2 separate regions of the Mus musculus genome follow, and region 1 is linked to region 2. The links are chromatin contacts, called in public Hi-C maps. All regions are on one chromosome and are shown on one strand. The core of a region is the stretch at or near the end of the contact, and the rest is flanking DNA. Distances in the headings are between cores, read along the strand shown. Region 1 has its middle 28 kb from the start of Mir710. Region 2 overlaps Gm35521 (predicted gene, 35521).

Region 1 (3,343 bases), core at 668-3,167, 140 kb after region 2:
AATGACACACATAATACACAAGTATATAGAACGAAAATACGTATACAATATGTTAAAAGAAAGAGCACAACACATATACAATACATATACAACATAATACATACTCATAGAACACACACATGCAAAACACCCAAGGAAGAAGATAGGATCGTTACAGTATGTTAATTACTGTTCTATTACTGTGGACACACCAGGGCCAAGACAATTCTTATAAAAGAAAGCATTTAACTGGGGGTTTGCTTACAATTTTAGAGTCTTAGTCTATAATCATCATGGCAGGAAGCAGACAGCCATGGTGTTGGAGCTGTAGCTGGGAGCTATTACATCCTGATCCATTGGCATCAGGCAAAGAAAGAGAGGGGGGAGGAAGAGAGAGGGAGAGAGAGGGGAGAGGGAGAAAGAGAGATGGAGGAGAAGAAAGGGGAGGAAGAGGAGGAGGAAATGAAGGAGGAGGAAGAAATGGAGAAGGAGGAAGAGGGGAGAGAAAGAAAGACTGGGCCTAGCATGGGCTTTTTGAAACCTCAAAGCCTATCTCCAGTGACACACCTACTCCAATCTATTCTCCCCACACAGTTCCATCAGCTGGAACCTAAGCATTTAAATATGTGAGCCTCCATAGGGAGGCCATTTTATTTCAAACCACCACAAAATAATGTTAGAAAAAACTCTAGCAATGTTAACTTACTGTATTAAATGAAAGCATACAAAAGATACTCAATAAAGTCATCATTATAAGTACCTTTAATTTTTATGGAAAAACTTCATTAAACAGAGAATTTAACAGTGCCACATTCTCTCCTCCTTCACTGGATGACTGTGTAATGAAATTCTATTTATCAATCTGTTGAGTTTTCAAATGAGCTGAGACAACCATAACTTGTAGGTCAAGTGCTACCCATCTGTGGAGAAATAAAATGTATGAAAAATAATCCTCTTACTCCTCCATCTTTTGTGTGGAATGACTGAAGAAGGCATCCTTTCTTGGAAGTTGTTCACAATGCATAACTATGATGCCAGGGCTGCCAAAACCTACCAACAACAGGGAAAGCGCAAGCCCTGTAAAACACTGTGACATGATGACTTTAGCAGACCCACATGGAGAAGTCTCAAGGTATTTCTTTCCTTTTCATTCCAGAGATGTTTCTAGCCTTCCCCTGAGCCATGGAGAATGTACCATGCCTTCACCACTTTTCTTCATTGGCCCTCTGGAACCCATTCTTGCAGCTGCAGGGAATAACAAGAACCAAAATGGTCCTGAGGTTCCTTGCTGTCACTTCATATAGTAATCAAAGATTACAGACAAATGAAACCAGAGCCTAAAAATATAAGCTCCTCACAGTGATGTTCAGATCACCCGCTGGGAAGCAGAGTGGGTCTGAGCTCAAAGCTAAACTTTACACCATGGGCAAATTCATGGAATTGTCACAGAAAGGAAGGAAGGGGACTTGAAAAGTAGACAGAAAAGAATGTTTCCTCCCAGTGATTTTTATGGTTCATTTTCTTATTTTGAAAAGTTAAAAACCATACAAAAGTAAAGAACAAGACAATAAATAATGCTGTGCCTCCTGACTCATGCATCAGCTGTTAGCTGTCACTGCTCTAGTTCCATCTCTCTACGTAGAAGAGATGTGCTCTTGTAGAGAAATTTCAATCCAGCAACATGGCTACTCTTGAAAGGGATCACATCCAAAAACCTTCTAGGTCTGTGTGATCAGGGTGGAATGACACACCTTTAATCCCTCTGGCTGGTAATCAAACATGCTCTTAGTACATTCCTTGAATTCCAAACAATGAAGGCGAAGTTCGTTTGTAGAAGGAAGCAGCCATGTTTGAAAGTGACATCTAACTGAAGGACAGACAAAGTCATGAATCAGAGACAAATGAGTCAGAGACAGGATATGTTACTCTCTCAAGAACAGACTGGTGAGACAGTCTACTTTCAGAGCAGCACAGAGTGAGTCAGTCTGGAGAGCCATTCAGTAAGTGCTCTTCAGTTGACTGAACAGGTAATGCAGTGGAATTTCAGTTGAGTGCGGTTCAGTTGAATGCAGTTGAGTTCAGCTGAGTTCAGTTAAATGCAGTTGAGTTCAATGGAGTTCCTGGAGTTCTGTTCAGTTCCACTCAGTTCCATTCCATTTGTGTAGTCAGTGCGGTTCAGTTCATGGAACCCAAAAGCAGTTTTTCCAAGCAGAGAAATTCAGTGAGAAACCAAGAGGAGCCAGTTTGAATCAGTCAGCTCAGAGTGGAGCTTTGAGCCAGAACAGCTGAGTTGCACCACCCAGCTATTCAGAAAGGACTAGAAAAGGTGAGCTTATTCAGCAGTGAGCCTCCTGGATGACAATTACATTTGGTGAATAAAAGTTACCTTTCCATGCTCTGAATAGTTGTGTCTTCCCAAATTGTATGTGATATAATCCTAGAGTTAAAGGTAAGGTATTGGGAAGAGGGCCTTTGATCTTGTCACTCTGTTGTTTACAAACCTTCCATAGCTTCCCAGTACCTCACAGTGTCCAGAGGGCTTACATACTACACTGACTACAAAGATGGACCATGAAGTTACTATAGCTATTAACCCTATTCACAGGATACATTTCAAGACCCATGTTGACACTTGAAAGAGCAAACAGTATAGAATGAACTACACATACGAAGAACGTTCAGTTCTCACTTCGGGGAGCACTCTGAGGCTTCTCTGACAAGCCTGAATTCTGAGCACTATTACTTTCAGTGCATGGAGTTACTACTGAGAATAGCGAGGATTACTTGAATGAAAGTAATGTGATGTGACAAGGCATCAACAGCCGATCGAGTACACTGGAATGACTAATGGAAAGAGTGAATAGAGCATGAATATGTTAGACAGTGGAGTGGGTCACATGCCAGGCAGCACTGAATACAATGACGCAGGATCTCCTTGCCCCACTGAAAAGGGTACACAACTTACAGCTTTTACATTATTTCTAGAACTTTGGACCACATACATAAGGAGGAAGTACTAAGCTTATTAGTCCATGGCCCTGGATGTGCTTCTTAGCATCCTATCACTTCACCTCCTCTACATGCAAATGAAAGCAGCAGTAATACCTATTTTACAAAATGAGCGAATGTGTATATTGCACATGGATTGATGCCCGTATGTACTATCCTGTCTACCTGCTCACTCTGTGGGAAAACACAATATTTCCTTCCACACCATTATTTTTCCATTAATTAATATATTCACATTACATACCAATTGCAGCCCCCCTCCTCCCAGTCACCCCTCACACAGGCCCTCCCCACAAGACCCCTGTGGGTACCAACCCACTCTGGCACATCATGTCCCGGCATGACTAGGCTCATC
Region 2 (3,422 bases), core at 483-2,982:
ACATTGTAGAAGGGACACACCTCTTGCAATTAGGCCTCTGACCTCTGTATTTTTGCCCACAGTTCCCAAAAAAATTAAAATAAAACTTTCTTTAAATCTCTGCCTTGTAATGAGGTGTTGAAATATTCAGTCACATACTACCAAAACTCTATGAATGAATAGAAGTCAGGCCTTTCTTCTAACACAGTTCAAGATGAAGTCATATTAAAACTGATTGTGTTACCTGCAAAGGCTAATTCTCCTATTATCAAGTCTTTCAAAATAAGATTTTTTTTTATTTTTTTTATTTTTTATTGGATATTTTCTTTATTAACATTTCAGATATTTTTCCCTTTCAAGTCTACCCTTTGGAAACTCCATATCCTATCCCCCCTACTCCTGTCTCTGTGAGAGTGCTCCCCCACCCACTCACCCACTCCCATCTTCCCTCCTTAGCATTCCCTTACACTGGAGCACTAAATCCCCTCAGACCCAAGGGCCTCTCCTCCCATTGATGTCCAAGGTCATCCTCTGCCACATATGCAGCCTGAGCCATGGGTCCCTCCATGTGTACTCTTTGATTGATAGACCAGTCTCTGGAGCTCCAGGGGGTCTGGCTGGTTGACACTGTTGCTCCCTCCATGGGGCTGCAAAACACTCTCAGCTCCTTCAGTCCCTTCTCCAACTCCTCCATGGGGGGAGGGGGGGCAGGGCACACTCAGTCCAATGGTTGGCTGCGAGCATCTGCCTCTGTATTTGTCAGGACACTGCCAATAATACCTAAATATGAGGAAGGTATCAATCACTTTTTCACACATCCACATGTCAGAATGCTATAGATCATTAACTCAGGGAGAGATGGGGAAGCCATAAGATCCTACTCACCCTTCAGTCAGTGTATGAATGATACGTGCTCACACTGAACTAGACTGAAGTAGACTACTTGTGCTTTTTTTTAATTACTAAAAATATATTAAAAATAATTTTTATTTTATTACTAAATAATTTCAGTGAGTATGGAAGATTATCATCTCATTAGTTTGAAATGGGTTTTACGTGTATTAAATTAGTTAAGTGCCAATGAATGAGTCACACATATGCCCATACATATGTGAATATATCTTTATCAGTGCATTACGTATATGTGTGTATGAATACACACATATTGTTCAAATCTATACTAATATAGAGTGAAGACAGATATTTAAATAGAGAGTGAACAGATATCAATGCATAGAACAAACATTAACAAGGGCAAGAGCTTACAGCTAAATTGCTGAGTCATGAGCTCTAGCCCAATGTTTGGTTCACACTAACTGATACTCCTTTCTCCCCAACTGTACAGGACTGTAGAATGCAAACTTAAGGAGCTCCTCCTCTGCAGTTGTAAAGTTTAGACAGGATACTCCAGTTCCTCCTCGTAACCCTTAATTTTGTGAAATGTCAGTGACGCTCAGCTGCCCGAGTTACACAACCTAAGTCATGTCTTCAATCATAAATGCCATTCCATCTTCACTTTAATTTTAAGGCCCAAGGACTTTTATGTGGTTAGAAAACTGTCCGAGTGATAATAAAAATTACAGCATAGCTGCCTTTGACAGTTTATGTTTCCCCTAAGCATCACGACTAACCATGACTAACCCTCTCAAATTAATTTAATTTCATCGAATAAAGCATCACAAAATACAGAACAGAGTCATTCCCATGAAGGCAAGCCAGATTCCTCGGCTGGCCGCTCCAGAGGCTGCAGCCCCATCTGGGGACAGTTAGCATTCCAGAGCTCAAAAGCCCTGGCAAATCCTCACTCCTCCTCTGGAGTAGTAAACGTTCACTTCTCTCCTTAGAATACTTTATATCTGGTCATGGGTGATGTCCCAGTTTTTATTTTCTTAATCTTACTAATAACTTACTTTTAAATATAAAAAGAAAACAAACAAACAAAAAAAAGACTTTTGTTGACAGTGACTTATTTTTTTCCAGGAGGAAAAAATAAGAAGTGTATGCAAAAAAGGGTCTTTTTAGTTTTCATTTTAAGAATTTTTGTTTTCACTTTAGAATACCTTCAAGAAATCAGGCTTATTGTCTAGATGGTGTAAAACTAGGTGAGTGCTCATATAGAAACATTCTGTCACTGCATAGACAGAATTAGAAAACATTTTCTGCCTTCTGCCCCAACAATATACCCGACGCAAAACTCATCAGGTGAAACAGCAAACCTTTTGCAGAGAAGAAGGCAATGAATTTTTGACAATGCAATTATTGTGCTTGGGTTACCTACCTACACAAAAATGCATGTTCAGCGTATAATAATCCAGATGGGGAATTGAAAAGATTGTGAAAATTAGTTTTTAATAAAAACTAGTAATAATTTAGCCCAAGGCACACAAATGAACAAATGTGCATTATTGAAACTTACAGGGAAAATGTTCTCTTGGAAAACTACACCCAATTTCTGTAAGAAGTACTTTGCAAACATTGTACTAAAAGTTTCATAATTTGACTCAGTTGCAAAGCTCCTCAATCCCCCGTGGACTGCAGCCGAAGCCCTACGACAAAAGACAGCTCTCTTTGGTTGTGCAAGTTGGAAATCACTTTCTCCGTTCCAACTCCCTTGCTATCTAAGTGGCTCCCTACAGCAATCATAAAAATTAAAGTGGCCGAGGAAGGAAACCGTAGAAATATGAAAGTGGGTTTGCCCAAAGTAATACCCTAATTTCCCCCTGGATCCTCTCCTAGGAACCATGCTGTTTCTTTTCATAACGTTCTCAAGTTCATCCACCTCAATGTACTTTCCCCTAACTAATCTAACGGTGCCTGCGTCTCCGGTGGCACCATGATAGCCTAGTCCCTTACATCCCTGAGGTTCTCAGTTTATATCTCCCCTAAGCATCACGACTAACTGTGACAGCCACTGCAAATTAGTTTGATTTTTTTTTTAGAATAAAACATCACAGCCCTAGGCTGAACACCGTAGCCCCCACCAAGCGTCCATCAGGAAGTACGTGTGAGGCTCTTTGTACATCACAGCACAATTTCACTTTTGTCATTATTTTCAATTCAACCACACCAAGAAAACCAGGAGAGAAATCGATTTTCTTTTCAAAAAAAATGTTTTACATGTATTATTTTGCAGGGTTGTGGGGAGATGCATGCCATAGCACCCCTGTGGATGTGGAGGGTCAAGTCCTTTCCATCTTGTGGATTCAGGCAATGGAACTCAGGTCTTCATTTCAGGCAACTGCCCTGACCTCTGCACCACACCTTTCACCTTTTGTCATGAAACTCCAAAGCCAGAAAGAATTTTTACATCCTTTAGGAGCAAAAGAGAGAAGCTGGTAGTTAAGGAATAGCTAATGATGGTGGTAATTATGTACTTAAGGCATTTTTGTTATTCAAATTATTTTCTTTCTTGACAGAAAATATGGTCAAAAATAACACAGGAT

Evidence for each region. Hi-C and Micro-C count contacts between places; a contact is called where the count stands out from the background.
Region 1: a Hi-C map of adipose-derived mesenchymal stem cells shows a contact between it and region 2, with 1.9 times the contacts expected there. The contact joins two enhancer-like sites. A contact is called at or near these places in 3 of 484 Hi-C or Micro-C datasets (3T3-L1-derived adipocytes, the C2C12 cell line and adipose-derived mesenchymal stem cells) and 2 of 115 datasets of contacts at active chromatin or transcription factors (embryonic fibroblasts and embryonic stem cells).

The regions. Positions count from the first base shown.
Region 1 is chr8:64,540,819-64,544,161 of GRCm38.p6, forward strand. No RefSeq gene overlaps it. Among named protein-coding and RNA genes, the nearest start is that of Mir710, 28 kb to the left of the region's middle. Within about 2 kb of position 1,918, at least 24 of the 459 cell types and tissues checked have an H3K27ac peak or open chromatin away from gene starts, as enhancers often do. A contact at or near this core is called in adipose-derived mesenchymal stem cells, where this site is marked.
Region 2 is chr8:64,405,564-64,408,985 of GRCm38.p6, forward strand. Gm35521 (predicted gene, 35521) reads right to left here. Exons shown (of 3, transcript NR_166077.1): 3 at 3,062-3,289. Among named protein-coding and RNA genes, the nearest start is that of Gm35521, 14 kb to the right of the region's middle. Within about 2 kb of position 1,733, at least 17 of the 459 cell types and tissues checked have an H3K27ac peak or open chromatin away from gene starts, as enhancers often do. A contact at or near this core is called in adipose-derived mesenchymal stem cells, where this site is marked.